Regions from separate parts of the Mus musculus genome. Here all the other regions are linked to region 1. The links are chromatin contacts, called in public Hi-C and promoter capture Hi-C maps. All regions are on one chromosome and are shown on one strand. Each heading gives the region's core, a stretch centred on a gene start, on an enhancer-like site or on the middle of the called end of the contact. The rest is flanking DNA. Distances are from core to core; before and after follow the strand shown. Region 1 holds the start of Ncoa3 (nuclear receptor coactivator 3). Region 2 overlaps Eya2 (EYA transcriptional coactivator and phosphatase 2). Region 3 holds the start of Slc2a10 (solute carrier family 2 (facilitated glucose transporter), member 10).

Region 1 (3,710 bases), core at 380-2,879:
GCTTACCCCACCCAAAGCAGCGGCATGTCTGCCTTCTTTTTGGATCTTTTACTGAAACAATTGAATTATTTTTTTACTGTTCATATCTGTTATGCTCTCAACATATACATATATAAAGATTATGTATATGTCTGAATATGGATAAAATTTTAGTACAGTACTGTGCTTGAATCAGTAATTATTTATTTTAATGTACTTTTGTTACATTTAGAATTATTATTACTATTTTTAGTTTTAAGATTAGATTTCTCTATGTAGCCCTGGATGGCCTGGAACTCAGAGATCCACTTGCCTCTGCCTTCTGAGTACAGGGATTAAGGGTGTGCACCACCACACCAGGTTTGGGACTTGGCTGCTGTGGGAATAACTCCAAGGGTAAACAGTGGACACTTGCAGAACAGTAAAGTAGTGCAGGTGGGAAATCCTTGAGGTGACAGCAGAACCTCAGGATAGGGTTAGTCTTATTCACACTGAAGACATTTTATACAGTTGTGTCCCAAGACGTCCTCTATTTTTTCCCATTAACTCCAAATTCCTTTACAAGTTCTTTTTACCTAAGAACTATCCATAAACCGGGGTTGCTAGTGCATGCCTTTAATCCAGCACTAGGGAGGCAGAGGCAGCCAGGTTTCTAAACTGGAGTCTAGCCTGGCCTACATTTATTGAATTTAACTTTGGCCTTATTTATTTTGGTCAGACTCCCCTCACCCCCATCCCCAACTTGGCTTTAAATCCCTGCTTTGAAGGAGGACTTTGAGTTTTTGTTTCTTCTGTTTCTGCCCCGGAGCCATGGGGTCACTGGGATTGCCTTCACTTGCTACCATCGGTTTTCTTGGAGGAGAGGCTGGTTCTGTAGAATGCTGCACATTCTGCGCTTTAATTTTTTAAAAAATTATTTATTTATTTATTTTCCTATTCCGTTAGATTCAGGTCACTTAACTTGGTAGTTTTCTGCTTTCTGCACTGCATCCTATCGGGGACATGGCGTGACAGTTTGAGTCACCTTTGGTGGCACCGAGTTTAAGATGTTCTTGGTTAAGGTGCTGTCTCTCAGTAATTCCCACTGTAAAGCAAGCTGTTCTCTGGTTTAAATCACAATACGCAGAGACCAAACCTGAGGACCAACACCTTGTGAGCCAAAACCTTTTTTTTTCCTTCGAGACAGGGTTTCTGTATAGCCCTGGCTGTCCTGGAACTCACTTTGTAGATCAGGCTGGCCTCGAACTCAGAAATCCGCCTGCCTCTGCCTCCTGAGTGCTGGGATTAAAGGCGTGTGCCATCACCGCAAGGCCCGAAACCTTTTCAAGTCAGTGACTTAGCAGGGCTCCTGACCTCGGGCCTCAGTTTGCTCCTCTGAAAAGTAAGGACAACGCCCCCTCAGCTACTGGTCTTGTGGGACGGTGCTTGGCGCACAATGAACACTCCATTGAAGTCAGGAATTCCAGGATGGAGACAGGCAAACGGGAAAACGAACCCAGAACGTCCTCTTCACCTCCAGCGGCTGGGTGAGCTGAGGGGAACCCAGGCCTCGCGGCCACGCCCCCTGCCTCGCGCACGGCCCCCTGGGACCCGTAGTGCTGGGCGTGGCCGCGGGACTACAAATCCCGGCGGCCCCCGCGCCGCGGCTTCAGCGGCGGCTGCCTCAGCTCCTCAGAGCGCCGGCGGCGGCCTCGGCGGAGTCGGTGTCGGCGGCCGGGGCTGAGCTGTGAGTTTCCGATCGAGAACAGCGTTGGGGAAGATGGCGGCGAGCGGTGAGTGGAGAGAAAGGCAGTGGCGAGCGGCGGGCGAGGCCGGCGGCATGGCCTGAGGCGGGGGTCCTGGGGTCGCCAGTAACGCGCGGCGCAGGCGACAGGGATCGCGCGGGCGGCGCTGGGCTCCGGGGCCCGTGCAGGGTCGCGAGGAGTTCGCGGCCGCGGCCTCTGCTTGCCGCTGGGGCTCCCCCCGCCGAATCTCGGGTCGGAGAAGCTCAGCCGAGTCTCCTCTTCCCGCCGGCGCCGCCCGGCGGAGCGGACACGGGCGGCTCCTCCGGCCGAAGCTGCGGCTCCGCTGCGAGCGGGCGCGGCGGACACGGAGTGTGCGGTGCCCGCGGGGTGTGTGCGGGGTGAGAGTGGGGTCTGTGGCGTGTGCGGGGTGTGTGGCATGGATGTGGGGGTCTGCGGGTTGTGCCAGGTGTGTTGGGTGGCCCCGGAGTCCGCCAGGTGTGTGGGGTGGATGCAGGCTGCGTGTGGGGGTCTGCAGGGTGGATGCTGGGCGAGGGAGCTGAGTGCGGTGTGCGAGGTGTGTGCTGGTGTGTGCCGGGTGAGTGGAGGTGCGAGGGGTGAGTGCAAGGTCTGCGGTCTGTGCGGGGCGAGGACCGGGTGGATGCGGGGTCCGCGATGTCTCCAGGGTGGATGCTTGGCGGATGAGGAGTCCGAGGTGTGTGTAGCGTGGATGCAGGGTCGGCCGTCTGTATGGGATGAGTGTGGGGTCTCTCCCTCTCTGTGCGGCGTGGATAGGGGCTCTGCCGTCTTGTGTCGGCTATCATCGAGGTCGCTTTCATCTTCTGAAATTCCCAGTCTAGGTTCGTTCATTGATTCTGTTTGCAGTAGTTTAAATGAAGTGGGAGGCAGTGCTACTTCCCTAGGCAGCTTGAGGGTGGCTAGGGTGGAAAAGTTAAGCAGGAGAGCAGCTCGGAGAGGCCAGAGCATCGTAGGCCCGCGGAGCAGGAGCCTAGGACTCCACACTGTATGACACTGGAAGGTTGGAAAGTGTCTTTAAGTCGAGAAACTTTTTCCCCCTCCCAAATGCGAAGACTTCCTTTTTTTTTTTTTTTGGTTGCAGTTTCTGAGTAGCGCTTCAAAGCCAACTTGTTTTTGTAATTAAGCTTGTGAGGTTAAAAACCAGGAAGGCGAGTCAGTCCCCTGTCTGCTGAAGGGCTAGGTGGACGAATAAGATGAGAGGTCCTGTATCAGGGTTTCTGGACTGAGATTTAAATGTCGGGGACCCTCGGCTTGGTTGACAGATCTCTGCTGCGCCAAAGCCTCAGCATTTGTTCCTGCAGGTTGTTGCAGAAATGAGTTGCTGGAGCTAAGGGTGCATGCATTCAGATCTTCAGCAGATACGGCTGTGGACTAACAGGGCAGTGCAAACCTCTGAGTTTGTGAGCCGTTTGTTCTTTTAAAACCTTAAATGGTTATCAAGTATTCAGAATAGGTTTTTTCCACATCGGATACCCAACTGAAAAGGTCTGAAAATACTGAAAAAGGAATCTCTTCCACTAGAAACCCTGTCTGTGGCAATGACTGTTAGCATTTCTTGCAGTAAGTTTGGCTTTGGAACTAAAGACTAAAGTATTTTCATTAGAAACAAACCCCAGCTGGTATATACTGAGAGCAGGAACGGGGGCTGGGGAGGGGTAGTGTTTTCTTTTTTTGCTATTTTAAACTTGCAGGAGCTGGAGAGATGGCTCAGAGCTTTAAGAACATTGGTTACTGCTCTACTAGAGGACCTGGTATTGACCCGCAGCATCCAGCAACCATCTATGGCTCCAGTTCCAGGGGATCGGTCGCCCTCTTCTGGCCTCTGTGGACATCAGGCATCCACCTAGTGCACTGATTGACATGAATTTAAAAAATCTCAATAGTTGTTAGGCTGTTGAATTTAGTGCTACTGCTGTTTGCTGTATTAAAACCCTTAAAGAAATAATAGTCTGTGGGATGTAGAACCCTGAG
Region 2 (3,696 bases), core at 762-3,261, 350 kb before region 1:
AGGAGAGACGTGGGCTGAGGATGGAAGATTTTGTTGAGAGCTAGATCAGCCAAGGGTGTGCTTGGAGAGGTGAGTCCCTGAGCCGCAAAGAATGGCAGAAGCAGTCCCTCAGCCTGCTCCAACAAGTGAGCGGCCGGGCTGTGTTGAAACAACTGACTGCAAGCAGCCAATGGGGAATGGAGGGCTCATGTCCACCTCTGCCCTCACTCCCTGGCATCCTCTCAGCTCTTATTCTGAGGTCCTGGGTATCAGCACTCAGGCCCCAGCCTGCCTGCATTTACAGCCTCTCACCGAGAGAGAGCAGAGCCGTTGACCTCACTGAGCAAGGTCAACCATGAATGGGTGCGGAATTCACACCCAAGACTCCCTACCTCCAGAACAAAGGGATCAAGAGACAAAGCTCAACTGCTTTTTGATCTCTCAAATCTGTAGTCTCCTGTCTCTAATTCTGACCAGCAATTGTAGACCCAAGTTAGATTTCCAGACCTGGGGAATCCCTCAGACTCACAGTTCACCCTCAGCCTCTAAGAATACCTGAGCCCTAAGTGCCTCTCTGGGGCCTGAGCCTGTGTCTCATACCTCCAGAGTCTGGCTGGTCCTGCCTTCCCATTGTCAATGGCTGTTTTCCTTGGCTCAGGAGGGAGACAGGTGATCCCACCTGGTTGATTCGGGCCCGGGCCTGTCCAGTCTCCCAGACGCTGTGAGGCTTGGCCTCCTGACTCTGCTGGGCTTGGCACTGCTTAGCTTGCCTTGGCTCCTGTCTGCCAGGCTGGGCCCTGTAATGACGAGTGGCCCTTTTTCAGAATGTTTGTCCAGTCAAGGTTGACAACATTTCCAAGCCACTGTCTGTTGATTTTCTTGGGAAGTCCTGGCTCTCTGGCTTTGTCTCCTCTGGCGGGGTGGAGCCCCACAAGGAGGGTGGGGGAGCCGGCTGTGTTTACAGAACCCCAGTCTGAAGGCTGGTAGCCATGCAGGCTGGGACGAGGTGAGCGGGTGACAGCGTTGATTCCATGAGGTGGCCTTGAGGAGTCTAGAAAGTGTGTGGGAAGGGAGTGATAACCACAGTGTCAACTCTGTGACACCAGGGATGGAGCCCATGGTCTTGTACATGCTGTGCAAGGGTTCTACCACTGAGCTACATGCTCAGCCCAACAATCAGGACGGGAACAAGAACATAGTGAAGTCTTTTAAACTTCATTCATTCATTCATTCATTCATCTGTTCATCTAATCATTCACTGGACAAGAATTCATTCAATGCATAGTCTATTGCAGCCTCTGATCTGAGCCTTAGGGACACAGCAGAAACCATCTGGTTTCACACTCTACCCTCCTGGAGCTTACACCAAAGTCTCAAACAATGTGGTCCCAAAAGTGTGGGTTACACACACACACACACACACACACACACACATACACACACACACACACACACACACATACACACACATACACACACACATACAAACACATACATACACACATACACACACATACACACACACACACACACATACACACACATACACACACACACACGCACACACATACACACACATACACACACACATACACACACATATACACACACACACATACACACACACACACACAAAGACTGAGAGAGAGAGAGAGAGAGAGAGAGAGAGTTTAAATATTATAGTAGCCATAGGAACAAACTGAGAAACCTTTCATTTAACACAGTGTAACAGGCTATCATCCACTTGGACAGAGTCAGCATTGCCAGGCCACTGTGCACTGAGCTGTTGGGTTTGGTTCTGGTTCTTGCTGAGCTGCAGTGGTAGGATACCTGTCTATCTGGACCAGCACCCTGAGACCTGGTGGCTCACGTTGACGGTACAGGATCTGGACAGAGAGGGTGAGTGCCACGCAAGGGAACACTCGGCTGTCCACCTCACCGTGATTTGTGGTCTTTGACAAACAGGGTGCCTGTGAGACTGGGTCAGGGCGCTGTGCAAACCACTCTAGGGGGACGCAGCAGGATGGAAACTTCCTGAAACATGATTGGCAGTGGGAGTGTCCCAGGAGGGCTTCCTGGAAGCAGTGGCAGGGTAACAATGCCTAGCAGTGAGGAAAGGGAATGAGGTACAAGGACAGAAGGAACATGAAGTGCAGATGGGGTGGAAGGCAGGGAGGGCAGGGATAGGTGTAATGGAACTAGGTCCTTTGAAGCCACAACAAGGCTCCAGAGGCTCAGTCAGTAGCCATTGTCTCTCACCCCAGGACCTCCCACCCCAGGTCCTGCCTGGATGCTAAGACTAAGCCCTTTGTTGGTGATTAGCCAGGTATGGCCATGCGGCTCAGGTTTGGCAATGAGACAGGGGAAGTCTCCTGGAGGAGGCCCTCTTGGAGGAAATGAAGGTGTATGAAGGGAGTCTCTTTCCATTTCCTTCCTTCCTGTCAAGTGAGGTGTATGCAGTCCTAAGACACCAGGAGGCCAAGAGGTACACAAGGTTCTCAGCTAGGATCTTGACACTTGACCTTCCTGGGCCACCATACACATCCTCTGTACATTTGGCTTCCTTCCATATATGTGGTCAGCCCAGGGATAGCAAACACTTACCTGGTATTTTCTCCAGTGTGGGTTCTTCCTGGTAACACCTGTCATGGACACAGGCCTCTCTCCAAGACCCTCTGCACGGCCAAGGCAGAATTTACAGCTAAGCCTCACACCCGCATCCCCCACTTGGGGGCCACTTGAGAATATTAATATCGTCAGACATCTGCCTTAAGGGCTGCCTTCCCTCAGCACACCCTGCCCCTCTGTGTGTGTGCCCGCATGTGTGCGTGTGCACGCACGCACCTGTGCGTATGCGTGTGCATGCCTGTTCTTGTGGGCAGATATGTGTGTGTATGACCATGTGGCTGGCAGATATTGGTGTTGGGGATCTTCTCGGATGGTCTGCACTTTCTTTTTCGAGCCAGGGTCTCTCACTTTACCTGGAGCTTACTGTCTTGGCTACACTGGTGACAAGTGGGCATCCTCCTGTCCCTGTCGCCCCACCCCTAGGACTGCAGGCGCACACTGGTTTATGTTGGTACTAGGGATGCGGACAAAGGTCTTTGGGCTTCTGTGGCACATGTTTTATCAGCCAGGCTATCACCCTAGCCCTCTTTTGTAATTTTTTTTTTAATTTTAAATTTCAAGCTCCTGTCTGAAACTTTCATCCACCCCATTCCTCAGCTCTCTTCTAAAAAAAACATCTCTTGACCTTGGTACCTTTGCCACTCTGGGCAGGTGACTCCTTGCTACAGGGCTGCCCTGTGTCCTGTGGAATATCTAGCCGTGTCCTTAACCTCTGACCACTATACCCACCCCTTACCCAAACTGTAGCAACCAAAACTACCTCCAAATGCTGCCAGATGTCACCCAAAGGACAGTCCCTTCACCAGCAAGCACCACCAGCCACTGCTCAGATGTTCAATGTGTTAGTTCCTCTCCTCTCCTCTCCTCTCCTCTCCTCTCCTCTCCTCTCCTCTCCTCTCCTCTCCTCTCCTCTCCTCTCCTCTCCTCTCCTCTCCTCTTTATGTCTTTTACCCCATGAGCCAAGGCTTAGAGCGCCTTTTCCACCCAAAGAGCTAGTCCCCTGGCCTCGGCTTTGCATTTCTTCAACCAGGAGAAGCTGTTAGGCAGGGTGTGGGGAGGACAACTGTAATCCCAGAACTCAGGAGCCTG
Region 3 (3,819 bases), core at 647-3,146, 490 kb before region 1:
ATCGTCAGCTGTATGAGACAGGGTCTCCCTGAGTAGTCTAAGCTGCCCTCAATCCTCCTACTTCAGCTTCTCAGTTGCCAGCTTTATGGATGTGTGCCACCAATCCCAGTTCAGTCAGACTCACCTTGAGGGTCAGGGTCCCAGCGTCCTAGGGTCTCAGCCCAGCTGTCACATGGCTTGCTACTCCCTGCAATCTCTTGGTGTACACACACTAGGGAGAGAGAGTGAGAAATTCTGGGCTGTGTTTTCAAACTTTGTAGTCTTTCCAGACTCCAAAGGGCCCTGCCTCAGAAGGTCTGGTCTACAAACATCTCTTTGTCAGTGTCTTAGTTAGTTAGGGTTTTATGGCTGTGAACAGACACCATGATCATGGCAACTCTTACAAAGGGCAACACTTAACTGAGGCTGGCTTACAGGTTCAGAGGTTCAGTCCATTATCATCAAGATGGGAGCATGGTAGCATCTGGGCAGGCATGGTACAGGAGGAGCTGAGAGTTCTACATCTTCATCTGAAGGCTGCTAGCAGAATACTGGCTTTCAGGCAGTTAGGATGAGGGTCTTAAAGCCCACACCCACAGTAACACACCTACTCCAACAAGGCCACACCTACTCCAACAGGGCCACACCTTCTCATAGTGCCACTCCCTGGGCTGAGCATACACAAACCATCACAGTCAAGGTACTTGTGTTTTCCTAAGGCACTTGGCCCTCTTGGAGAAAGTGCTCCTGAGACAAAGCCTGTGTGTGAGCAAAGGAGAGGCTGGGGAGGGCTGTGCTCACTTGTGTGCTGAGCCTGCCTCTGGTCCTGGAGTGAGAATTACTGGCATTGTCCCTAACCTAGGGGTCAAAGCCATCCCCTCCTCCATTCTACATGGATGCCCAAAGCCATTTGGCAGTAGGCACAGAACCCTACGTCTCCCTGCCCAGCCTCCTGGCAATCTTTACCAAGCCTTCCCCTGATTTGCCTACATGTCTCCATCCCAACCATCAGCATCAAAATGGCTTCCTCTCTTTTTGCATCAGCTGCCCAGCTCCCATCCTTGCCCATGTAACCATCAGAATTTGTCTCCTTCAACTGGGATAAAACTCCTCGTTCCTGGTCTGGGGCTAGACTCCATGGCAGAGTGCCTGCCTGGCATACGGAAGGCCTTAACTTCAGCTCCCAGCACTGCAGTGAACCCAACACTTATATTCCTGACAGAACCCCAAGATCTCAGGATGGCGCCCTGGTCCACCCACTCCTCTCCACTTGACCTCTCTGAACCCCTAGATTCCAGACCCTCAGCCTTCACTTCGTATGCTCCTTTGTTCCCCACTGGCTCCTTTGCTGTCCCCTTTGCTGTCCCCAGGGCCTGGTCCATCAGGACAAACCAACCCAGCCATCCCCAGCTGCCTGGCTCGGTGCCCAGGCTAATGCTCTCCAGCTGCCCTTCCTTATACTGCTGGGCTCCTCTGACTCCTTTAGATCATTTTTTCTTCTGCCTTTAGAAGTAAGCGCCATAGGAAGAAGGACCTTGTCTGCCTTGTTCCCTGGGGCACCCCAAGTCCAAGCCAGTGTTCCTGTGGGATGGAGAGGGAATGGTGCTGAATGGCTGTGATGTCAGAGGTGCTGAGTGGGGTGGGGGTGGGGGTACACATGGGAGAGGCCGGCACAGGATGTGTGTGTGTGTGTGTGTGTGTGTGAATATGGGTGAGACCTGGCACAGGGTGTGTGTGTGTGTGTTTGTGTGTGTACACTGGGCAGGCCAGTGAAGGGTGGGCCACAGTGACTGTGGAAACTATTTGTAGAGTGACAGTTTCTCCGGGGAAACTTGAAGTAAGTTCCTTTGTGGGGCAGCAGGGCCGCCACAGCATTGGCTGTCGGGCGGTACCGGGCTACCCTCCGTCCCGCCCCCCAGGCTCAGACCGGGCTGGCCAACGTGGCGGAGGGAGAGCGCAGGCCCCAGCTCTGGGGAAAGTTTGTCCGCCACTGCTACAGCGGGGATTTGACCAGGACACGCGGGACCCAGAGCCCAGCCCTGCCGCCCAGCGCTACTCGCTAGCTATGGGTAAGTCGCGGCCACGGATCTCGATCCACCCCTCCCCTCCCCTGGACCCTGCGAAAGGCAGGGCGGTCCCCCCCCCCCACCCCCTCCGCCCGTCCATCCGCCTTCCAGGGGAGTGGCCTGGCCGCAGGGAGCCCCCTGGAGCCCCAGGGCAATGATTCTGCAGACAGGGCCTTGGGATAGTTCCACAGACATGGTCGCTTTGGGGTGTTGAGGCTGTTGGGGGCTCTGAGGGGACTCCAGTTCTGCAAACTGAGTCATAGACCCCGGAACCAAGCCAGCCAGCAGGTCGCTGAGCACCTCAGTGCTCGGTATTGCCCTAGGGGCAGGGCACTGACAGGGACAGATTAAGATGGAACTCCTGGGCTGGATTTGACTTCAGTGAGAGGAGACAGGTCCACTAATGCAGAGTTCCAGCCAGGAGGACAGGGGGTCAAGATTTCTGTTATCTTTTCTGGATTCAGAAACTTAAATGCCTTTAGCATAGTCAGTTTCTCATTCTTCAGTGGGCATGAGGTTCAGAGCACGCGCAGGGAGGGGCTGGGACACACAGTGAAGAAAGAGACTCTGCTCTCAGTCTCGGAGGTGAGAAGCTGGGGACCAGGTAATGAACAGGAGCTGTGGCACACACAGGGGTACGAAGGCCAGGAGGTATGTTCCTCTGGTAGCAAAGGAGACCAAGGCAGACCTGAAGCCTTGCTCAGAAGTGGGTTTTGCTGAGACGTGGGTGGGGGGATTGGGGGGAAAGGTGGGGGAGTAGGAGTGGGAGGTGGGGGTGGAATGAGGTGTGTGTGTGTGTGTGTGTGTGTGTGTGTGTGTGTGTGTGCTCCCAGATGGCAGAAATGCACATTGGGGTCCAAGCCAGTAGCACAGCAACTCAGTGGATAAGGGGAGGGGGCTGAGAGTCGAGTAGGGGACAGATCATGCTGGGCTATGAAGAGATCTTTGGATGTCATTCCAAATGACAAGGGAAGCTGGAGGATTCAAGCTGCAATGATGGATGGGGTAATTTGTCTGTTAAAACCTTACCCTAGGCTGTTCAGGGGAGAGTCATTGTAGCTAACACTGGTTGTGAGATAGCTATTGTCCCATTTGTAGATAACGTGGTTCACAGAAAGGTTCACTCTCTCAGCCCTCTCTGGGAATAAACACTGTTCCTCTAACAGGTTGAAACAGGAGAATAGCAAGGAAAATTTGGGCTAAAGGAAGAACCAATTCCAGAAAGGCAATTAGGAATTCCTGGAGATCCATGCCTGACTTCTGGGACTCTCAGTGTCATGATATGAGCTTCCATGGGCTTAAACTGCCTTGTCTCTATCAACTGAGAGACTAAGGACCACAGGCCTCTGTCTGGGCTGGCTCCTTCGTGGCTTTCCTTGGGGGATGGTCCGGTACCTCTAGTTCCTGGGGATCTCCATGACAAAGTTCTGCCATCTGCTCCAGGTGTGGCAGGGTCCTCTGGGATCCATGGCAGCAGTGACTTCAGAGTCCCTGATGTAAACCCTGAGGAAACCACTTCCTAGGTGGCTCTGGGCCAGCACAGTATCCCCAAGGAGCCTCTTCTCTCCCAGGAAAGACTCTTAATTAAGTTTATAGCTTTGTAGCGGTGGTGGATGGGACTTGGTGGAGTTCTCAAACGCCCACAAAGCATCCCGACTATCATCCCAATACGATGTGCTTGACTTCTTTCTAATGGTGTGAATCTCTTCAGGGACCTTGCATTCCTCGGGCCCAACTTTACATAGGATTCTCAGACTAGGCTGTCCTGCTCTGG

What was found. Promoter capture Hi-C pulls out the DNA fragments that hold promoters and counts their contacts. Hi-C and Micro-C count contacts between places; a contact is called where the count stands out from the background.
Region 2: a Hi-C map of CD4 T cells shows a contact between it and region 1, with 3 times the contacts expected there. The contact joins the enhancer-like site here to the promoter of Ncoa3 in region 1. A contact is called at or near these places in 1 of 484 Hi-C or Micro-C datasets (CD4 T cells), 3 of 115 datasets of contacts at active chromatin or transcription factors (effector CD8 T cells, memory CD8 T cells and pancreatic cancer cells) and 1 of 9 other capture datasets (pancreatic islet).
Region 3: a contact with region 1 is called in a promoter capture Hi-C map of hippocampal neurons, with 5 times the contacts expected there. The contact joins the promoter of Slc2a10 here to the promoter of Ncoa3 in region 1. A contact is called at or near these places in 6 of 39 promoter capture datasets (the 3T3-L1 cell line, 3T3-L1-derived adipocytes, frontonasal cranial neural crest and 2 more) and 2 of 115 datasets of contacts at active chromatin or transcription factors (astrocytes and memory CD8 T cells).

Annotation. Positions count from the first base shown.
Region 1 is chr2:165,991,008-165,994,717 of GRCm38.p6, forward strand. It overlaps Ncoa3 (nuclear receptor coactivator 3), which reads left to right and starts at 1,630. Exons shown (of 23, transcript NM_008679.3): 1 at 1,630-1,751. It overlaps LOC115489489 (soluble scavenger receptor cysteine-rich domain-containing protein SSC5D-like), which reads right to left and starts at 2,774. Exons shown (of 2, transcript XM_030252296.1): 1 at 1,333-2,774. The coding sequence starts at 2,687. The coding sequence ends at 1,596.
Region 2 is chr2:165,643,455-165,647,150 of GRCm38.p6, forward strand. All of the region lies in intron 1 of Eya2 (EYA transcriptional coactivator and phosphatase 2), which reads left to right. Among named protein-coding and RNA genes, the nearest start is that of Eya2, 50 kb to the left of the region's middle. Within about 2 kb of position 2,012, at least 29 of the 459 cell types and tissues checked have an H3K27ac peak or open chromatin away from gene starts, as enhancers often do.
Region 3 is chr2:165,502,001-165,505,819 of GRCm38.p6, forward strand. It overlaps Slc2a10 (solute carrier family 2 (facilitated glucose transporter), member 10), which reads left to right and starts at 1,897. Exons shown (of 5, transcript NM_130451.3): 1 at 1,897-2,048. The coding sequence starts at 2,045.